3 separate regions of the Gossypium hirsutum genome follow, and regions 2 and 3 are each linked to region 1. A link is a contact called in public Hi-C data. All regions are on one chromosome and are shown on one strand. Each heading gives the region's core, a stretch centred on a gene start, on an enhancer-like site or on the middle of the called end of the contact. The rest is flanking DNA. Distances are from core to core; before and after follow the strand shown. Region 1 holds the start of LOC107897922 (NADH dehydrogenase [ubiquinone] 1 beta subcomplex subunit 10-B). Region 2 holds the start of LOC107888765. Region 3 holds the start of LOC107888764 (cleavage stimulating factor 64).

Region 1 (2,911 bases), core at 111-2,610:
ATACCTTTTTCGGTGTTGAAACAAAACCTATTAAATGATGCTAAAATATGATTTTTTAAAATAATATTTTCTAGATGTTATTTTGAATGAAAATGTGTCATTGTGCATATATTTATAATGTTAAATATTAGTTTTAATTGGTATATAACTATTCATTAATTAAATGATAATTAATTTATAATAATAAATGTAATTTAATATGGATCCAAAGTTTAATTAAGTGATAATAATTGTTACATTGATAATGAAAACATTATTAATAAAATAATTATAACTATTTTTATATTATATTATATTATATTATTTTATAGATTAAAAAAATAAGAAATATAGATAGTACAAAGTATTGATTCTTAAACGATCGATTTTATTTATATTAATTTCTCAAATAGATATAAGTCATACTATTTGTTGAGTTAGAATTTATGTTGAATTAAATCGATTTGGTTAGATGTATTTAATATTTATATAAAAAATAGTTAAGTTAATTTTAAAATATATTTATTTTCTTTTGAGTTTTGATATATAAATTAAGAATAAATACATAAATTTATACATTATAGATTAGACCATTATAATGATATTATTATATATATAATGATAATCTCACACATTATTTTTTATTAATTATAAAAAATATTTTTAACATTATTAATTATTATCATATTTTAAATAAAAATTATATTTATTTAATCAAAAGATTCAATTTTGATTATTTTTAATTTATCCAATTATGTTAAATAATTTTATAATTTTATTAATTAATAATATATTATGCTATTTTATAAGTAGAACTTTTTATTCTTCAAATTTTTTTAAAAAAGATACGATCAAATTAAATAATTTCACATTAATATATTATCATATTAATTAATATTACTTTTATTATTCTCACATAATAATATAAAAAAATTATTATTTTAATGTCAATTTAGTAATATAATTTATAATAAAAAGTATTCTTGTTTCATATATATATTATAAATAGATGCTAAATGTATATATACAATGACTGATAAGAATTGAAATAAAAATATTACAATTTTAAGCATAATCTCTTCTTTTTTTATTTAAGATTAATTTTATTATAAGTTTTTATCATATTTATTCTTTTTGAATAATGTCTAGAACTATTCATTAACACCTCCTCAACCCTTAAATAGTAGGATAATACGTTTTAGGGCACTCAAATTCAAAACTTTTTATACTGACAATAATACAGATAGAAATCGAATTAAAACTAAATGAAAATTACTATCTCATTTAACTTTTGTATTAATTCTATCAATAAAACATAGTTGCTTTATATTAGTGTATCGGTTTCCGTCCTCAACTGAATATAAATTCAGTGGGCCGGGAAAGGCTACAAAAGAAGTCCAGAAAATAAAAAAATAAGCGGAAACCCAATTTCAAACCCAAAATCTCCACTAAAACAAACCGAAGGGCAAGCGAGCAAGAGCCGAGTGAGAGAAACTGAGAAAGAGATGGGCAGGAAGAAGGGAGTAGCAGAGTTCGAAGAAACGGCGCCGGATGACTTCGACCCGGCCAATCCCTACAAAGACCCGGTGGCCATGCTTGAAATGAGGGAGCATATAGTTCGAGAGAAATGGATTGACATTGAGAAAGCCAAGATCCTCCGTGACAAGGTCAGGTGGTGCTACCGCATCGAAGGGGTCAACCATCTCCAGAAGTGCCGCCATCTCGTACGCCAGTACCTCGACGCCACCCGTGGCATCGGCTGGGGCAAGGATGGCCGTCATCCCTCCCTCCACGGTCCCTATCTTTCTTTACTACATAAAAGACTTCATTTTATTTATTATAAACTCGATTGATTATGATTTCTTATTACTTGCTCTTTGCTTCCCCAATTTCAAACAAGATCAGTCGTTTTGCCGTAGACAATGTATATTTTGCTTTTATATGTATTAACTGTTCATTTTTTTAAAGTTTTTAATTTGATTCTGAATTTGTTTTATTAGCTACGTTCTATAACAACTTTTCAGAGTGGGAAGCAAAACAAGTAGTAAAAGTTACAAAAAAGATTCAGCATTGATTTATCCATTTATTTGTGTATTAGTCAACATTGTTCTCTGGGGAAGGAATGGCTGAGCTGTATTGATTTTGTGTTGATGATTTGGGATTTTAGGTCCAAAGGTTGAAGAGATCGATTCAGAATGAATGGCTGCATTTGGTCATGATAGGTAATCTCGGACTCTAATTCATTCTATATACTATCTACTGAACAATCCTTGTTACTTTATTGGTTCAACAGAATTATTTCTTGCTTTGTTGATGTTGTTCACCGTTTGCTTGAACTTTAGAATCTGTATAAAGAAAATTTCAAAACAATTTAACCAAATCAGGTGGGCATGAACATGCCTGTGATATGAACTTACAGAAAGTTTATGGAAGCCAAGTTGGTGGAGAAAAACATGAAATTATAAAGTAGAAGTTGGGGGAAAAAGAATAGTTTAAGGCTTTATGCTTATTGGTAATGTTTCAAAGACCCCCCTGGGTGATTAAGCAGTAAAATCTTTCAAAGAGAGTGCTTTAGTTCTAGAGATATCTACTTCCATATTGTAAACCTCAACGCTATTACTGTCCCTATCTTTAATTACTAGAAATCCTATGTTTTCCAATTCTTTTGTGTCAGCTCCAGTAATAGATAGTTTTGTACTTTCTTCTTTTGGAATATCAGAAGCTGGGCAGCTTTTTCTTGAGCTGGTGCGCTGACAGCTGATTTACCATCTCAACTTTTCTCATCTACCTCATCGATGTCTTTTTTGCTATATGAGCAGTAGGAGTATTCTTGCTCTCACTCTGAGCAAGTTTGCCAGCTTTAGTTTTTGATGAGCAGGTCTTGGAGAAATTTACAGCATTTAAAGTAGATATTACAACAGTTGCATACTGT
Region 2 (2,911 bases), core at 107-2,606, 570 kb before region 1:
TGTATATAAAAATAATATAAAAAAATTAATATGGGCGGATTGGGTCGGGCTCGAGTTTTAACTTTTTTATTTGAGTTGAGCTTAAGTAAAATTTTAAATCTATTTTTCAGGTTAAGCTCAAACCTAGAAAACGAGCCTAAAATTTTACTGAAACTCAGCCCAAGTCATGATAATTTCTAATTATGACCTATGGGAGAGAAGATAGGAGACAGGGAATTGAAAGGAGAAGAGAAGAATAAAGTTTTGAAAGAAAGATTTTTTTTATTTATATATTATTTTTAAAGGTTAATATACTAAACCCTTAAATTATTACAGTTAATTTAAACAAGTCATTATATTATTTTTATAATTAAATAAATTCCTAACTTATAAATTTTACTCTGTATTTCTTTTTAGTTTTAGGATCTTAATTTTTTATTGATATAAAAGAAATTCTATAAATTTTTAACATTGACATAAAATTTAAAAAAGTAATTAAATTTTTCAAAAGAGTGATTGTGTTATGTATATAAGCACTTTCAAAAAATTTTAAAATATTATTTTATTTTTATTTAATAAACTATTCTCGTCAAATTCATATTGACATAAAATGTAAATTGGTATAAAAATTCAATACTTTTTTACTTTAATATTAAAATCATGCGCTTTCATGGGTAAAAATTATAGATTTGAGGCTTATTTAACTACAAAAATAGCATAAAGGCCTGTTTAAACAAGATTAATAATTTAAAGGCTTTTTTAGTATATTAGCCTTTTTTATATGTTTAAAGCATTACTCTAAATTTATATTTTATTGTGTATATTTTGACATATAAATATTTTATTTTTTAGAAGTAACTTATTCGTATTTTATTTATTTTACTTTTTTATGTAATTATTTTTCCTATGTTTAATGTATCAATTCATCTAATACTTCATATGGTTTTCTTAATAATATTTTCTAAGAATATATTTCTAAAATTTACATAATATTGATTGATATATTAATAAATTTATTCCTTGATGTTTATACATTCTGTTAATTTTATCTTAATTTTAAAGATATCAACCTAAATTTTTAAATCATGATCAAATTGACTGAATGCCTAAATTTTATGTGCTAAATTTGTTATTACGCCAATCAAAATTATGTATAATTGATATAAAATATTAATCTCGTAATTAATTGTCAATCATTGTGATTTTTAAAATTAATAGGAATTAAATTATTTCAAATTTTTTTGAAAAGGACAATTTACTAAATTTTCAGAAATAGTGTGCCAAAGAAAAGAAAATGATTAATAGAGTAAGAAGCTGTTTTTGGGCTTTGAATGTTTGAAATAAAGTTGGACTCATGTTTTGAAAGCTCTCATTGATTTTAACTTAATGGACTGGAATTGGAGGTTGGATGAATGTATATCCGGACAGGAACAGAGTAGGGATCGACTGGAACATGTCCGCATCACCAGGATTGTGATCCTTGCTCCAAACTTCCACATCTCTGATCCTTTCCTCTCCTCTGACTTCACCATATCCTCCTGCCAATAATATACCCTGCCACGTTGTCCCACCAGCTCAATTTCATCTCTTCAGATCACCGCCCAACACCACAAAACCACCGTTTGAAGATCTTTAAACTTCCTTTACACTACTTCCTCAACCCCCTGTATTTTACACTCTCCCTCTCTTATTTTGAGACCCATCAACCAATAATGATTTTTCTTTATAACCAACTTCTTTTAGGACTCTTGTTTTTAAGGTAATGTTGTGAATCTTGCTATTTGTAGAAATGGGTCGAAGGCTAATCAAACTAGGTAATCTAAGATGAGGGTTCTTGAATGCAGGAATCAGCAAAGTGCACATGTTTGGGGTTGTACAAGGGTTTGACAGTTCAATTTTTCTTTAGGTAAATGCTTTCTCTTTCTTTTTCCCTTCTTTAAGTAAGTCAATGGAATTCGGTACGTTGGTTTTGGGGAAATAAAATCCAAAAATTTATAAATTTTTAGTATAGGGCTTAGATAAAGATGTGGAGATTGAGAGTTTTTTAAACTTATCCCTAGTTGGATTTCTAATGAAGATTTGGAGTTCTTAGCTAATATTTATAACTTGGGGAGTTTTCTTTCTGATTCCTTTTAAGATTTTAGTTTCCATTTAAAATTGCTGCTGATTGTTTACCACTTAGGATTTGCTAATGCTAGTTTGATGCATTGAAAGATTGCTAAACTTAAAAAGTTTTATTAATGAAATCATGACATCTGAACTTGCTTCCGCGTTTTAGGAATCTCACAGTGGAATTTATTTTCAGTGGGTATGCATTGAGGGGAACGGTAGAAATTGTGGTGACAAGCAAACTAGAAATATGCTTGAGGCTTTGATAAGAGAAGGATCATTCAAATGGTTACTTAGCAAGCGAAGCTCCTTTGCAGAGGAAGTTGAGGAGCTGCAGAGGTCTCCATCTGCTGGAAGGAATTGGATACCTGAGCTCTCTCCGGTTGCTAATATTGTTGTGCGCCGCTGCTCAAAGTAGGTTTCTTTTGCTGCTACTTTGCTATTGCTGCCTGCCTGTTATAACCACGAAAATTCATTTTGCAAGTTGCACCTTAAATTGAATGTTGTTTTGTTAAATTATGTTCATAAGCTTCTAATTCAGCCTAGATGCAAATAGGAACAATGTGCATTTCTGTTTGACTGAAATACATTGTCTCCTTGTGGATAACAAAAACAAAATGATGCAGAATCCTGGAAACTTCTTCAAATGAGCTTCTAGAAAGCTTTAATGCCGAGGCATCAGATTCTGTGAAGTCACAGCATGCAAGGAATTTTTTGGAATACTGTTGTTTCAGGGCTCTTGCTCTTTCTACACGAGTAATGGGTCATCTGGCTGATAAAAAGTTTCGACGCCTTACATTTGAAATGATGGTGGCCTGGGAAG
Region 3 (2,911 bases), core at 203-2,702, 560 kb before region 1:
GCTGATGCATATGAGGAATTCCAGTTGTTTGAAATGACTTTTGCAACGGGCTGGAGGATGTTGACATATGGGTCTGATGATGAGCAGGAGGATGTAAAGGTGACTGCAGAGGAAGTTTAGGTGCATTTGGGAGTTGGGAGGAATGTGGAAGAGACATTGGAGGATTCAAATGGACCTTTGTTTGCTGTGGTGTCTGTAGGGAATGTGGTGGTATGGATTGAGACTGAAGATTTGCAGCAGGAACAGAAGCAACAGAGATTCTCGTCCCAGCTTGGTTTTGATGCTGTTTCCTTACAGGAGCTTGGGTCTGGGATGGAGCAGCTTGTTCCTGCAAGCGAACTTGACCCGGCAACGAATGTGCTGGCTGGATACTTGGCTGTGGGGGTGGTTGTACTGATTGCTGAGATTGTTGTGATGCAGGTGGCTGAATAGCTGGAATCTAAACACAAACAGTAAGTACACTAGCATAGTCCCTACATATAATTTCAAGGATGATATTACAGAGATCAAAAGCATACCGCTTGAGGGGGCTTAACCATTCCGAGCATAATCTGAGCCTGAAGAAACAAGAATAATCAAAGAAACCTAGTCAGGCATGGAAGCTACTAAATCAACAGTACACCGTCTAAAAAGTAGATGCAATTTAAAGCAAAAGAAGGGTAATTAACCCATCAAGCTGTGCAGCACTCTAGAACAAGTCCATCAAGAAAGATGGATAGCAGCTTCTTATTTTGAGTTGCAACTAGAACTAAACGCATCTCATTACTACAAAGCTAACTCCAGAGACCTAATTGTCCATACAAAGGTTCCGAAATGCTTGATTCCTAGTGATAAGCTAACATCAACCTCTATACCAAGAAAAGGCAACAAAAAATTACCACTTCAGCCTACAAGGGATATCAAGAGAGTGTAAAGCTAAAGGGTTACGCGATGCTAATAGTAATATCAATCAACAGTCAGTCATGCACATAACTAGTATCAATATTAAAACAAAGGAAGAAGGGAGTTTTTTCATATTTGAAAAGTAAGTAAACAAAGAAGAAAAGGGAAACCTGGAAAAGGGCTTTAGTCAAGAGAGGATTTTGGATAAGGATCTCCCTCGCCTGCTGCTGGTTTTGTTCTATAAGTGTCTGTATATACCCAAAATAAAGAAGGAAAAACCACTAAATAGATTTAACGGCGGAGGAAGTGGCGTTTGGAAAAAGAAAAGAAAATTTTGAAATCAAATAGAAAACAGAAAGAGAGAGTCCTTCATGTTTGACATAATATCATAAAGCTGGTTCTTCGACATTCCGGCAATGTTGGCTGGCAAACCTTCGTCAGCAACTTGCTTTCCCGCCATTGTCTCCGCCGAGTGTTACAGCAAGCAACAGAGATCAGGGAGTGGTTTTCGGCTTCAGTCTGAGAACCTACAGCGATGTGGTTTTGAAAGGTATTAGCCCACTAACATGGAATCGAGCTTAAAAAGAGGTCTTAGGCTTAGCCCAGGCTTTTTTCTATATGAGTTGAAAAAAATTAATTTACTATACACACACGAGGGAAGTCATAATTAAAATATAATTATATTTTTATAAGAGTTAAAATATAATTTTATTATTATATTAGTTTATACTATAATAGTTTTAAAAGGATTAAATCGAAATTAGTATTTGGAAGGTAAGTAATAATTTTACTTATATTAACCAATGTTTTTTAAATTGAATGATTGGTCGAACTGATCAAACTATTGATTCGTTGATTCAATCGGTTTAATAGGTTCGATTAGAAAATTATTAAAAATTTAAGTAATAATAATATTAAAAAAAATCTAGTTCAATTGATTTTTCACCTAGGTTAACTAGTTCAAAACCCTTTCCGGTTGATTCCCGATCAAACCGGTCAGTTTGGTTCGGTTCAAACAACATTGATATTAACTTAAAATCTTATAAATTCTGAGATTAAAGAAATAATTTTTTTTTCCATTTAGGGGTTAAGGGCCCTTCCCCCTTCACCCTTGGTTATATAGTTGATTTGCTGAATTATTTAGCAAACTAGGATTAGTTTACAAAAGGGAAAAGTGAAGTCCACATTAGAGGACCGACTTCAAAGTTAACATCTCGAAAAATCGACTTCAATGGTAGTAATATCCTGGAGGTGTCAACTTCAGTGTATAAACCATTTACCTTGCATGCATGCACAATGAAAGCGCACATGAAGGATGAGAAATATAGCTTTCTCATGTATGCATGAGAGGTTGAAAAATGTAATGGCTAGGTCAAAAGAAAATTGTTTGGAAATGATGGAACAAGGCAGAAGGTTGAGATGATAGAACAAGGCAAAATGCTATTTGGAGATGATGGAACAATGTAGTGTATGAGTAACATGTAAGTGAAATAGTAATGGTAAAGGTGGGGGAGGATGGAAATTATGTATAAACATATACCTTGACACCATGGCAAATTAGAATAGTGAGTTTATTCAACAATTTTTTATTGAGTATTGTTATCTTCTTCTATCTATTATCTTTTATATATTATGCAATCTTCATATATCTTCTTCAATCTTTGTGAGTATTTTTTTTCCATGATATTATAATTCATGTACTGATACATTAACATCTACTAACTATTAGTGTTAAATATACAATAGATTGTTGGGATTGTTGTTGAACATATATTACTTTATGACATTTTTTAATATATGTTAGTGTTGAATACATATATTAAAAGTTTATATTTATTAGTGTTGAATATCTATTAGTGTTAAATATACAATATAGTGTTGAATTATTATTTACTGGTTCATTATTTGATCGGCGAAAAAAACGATGATGACATTATTTTTTATTCTGTTCAAATTTGACATTGTTGTGTTGTTGAATATAAAATAGTGTTGTTATGTTGTTTGAATTATAAAATCTACTAAACATAGT

What was found. A called contact is a pair of places that touch in the nucleus more often than the background predicts.
Region 2: a contact with region 1 is called in a Hi-C map of leaf, with 2.7 times the contacts expected there. The contact joins the promoter of LOC107888765 here to the promoter of LOC107897922 in region 1. A contact is called at or near these places in 4 of 34 Hi-C or Micro-C datasets (hypocotyl, leaf and petal).
Region 3: a Hi-C map of leaf shows a contact between it and region 1, with 2.1 times the contacts expected there. The contact joins the promoter of LOC107888764 here to the promoter of LOC107897922 in region 1. A contact is called at or near these places in 3 of 34 Hi-C or Micro-C datasets (hypocotyl, leaf and petal).

Annotation. Positions count from the first base shown.
Region 1 is chrA09:44,758,413-44,761,323 of Gossypium_hirsutum_v2.1, reverse strand. LOC107897922 (NADH dehydrogenase [ubiquinone] 1 beta subcomplex subunit 10-B) reads left to right here and starts at 1,360. Exons shown (of 3, transcript XM_016823529.2): 1 at 1,360-1,773; 2 at 2,147-2,201. The coding sequence starts at 1,485. The coding sequence ends at 2,178.
Region 2 is chrA09:45,331,788-45,334,698 of Gossypium_hirsutum_v2.1, reverse strand. LOC107888765 reads left to right here and starts at 1,356. Exons shown (of 11, transcript XM_016812965.2): 1 at 1,356-1,738; 2 at 1,824-1,885; 3 at 2,285-2,502; 4 at 2,715-2,911. The coding sequence starts at 2,339.
Region 3 is chrA09:45,313,751-45,316,661 of Gossypium_hirsutum_v2.1, reverse strand. It overlaps LOC107888764 (cleavage stimulating factor 64), which reads right to left and starts at 1,452. Exons shown (of 11, transcript XM_016812963.2): 1 at 1,250-1,452; 2 at 1,053-1,130; 3 at 519-557; 4 at 176-439; 5 at 1-73. The coding sequence starts at 1,342.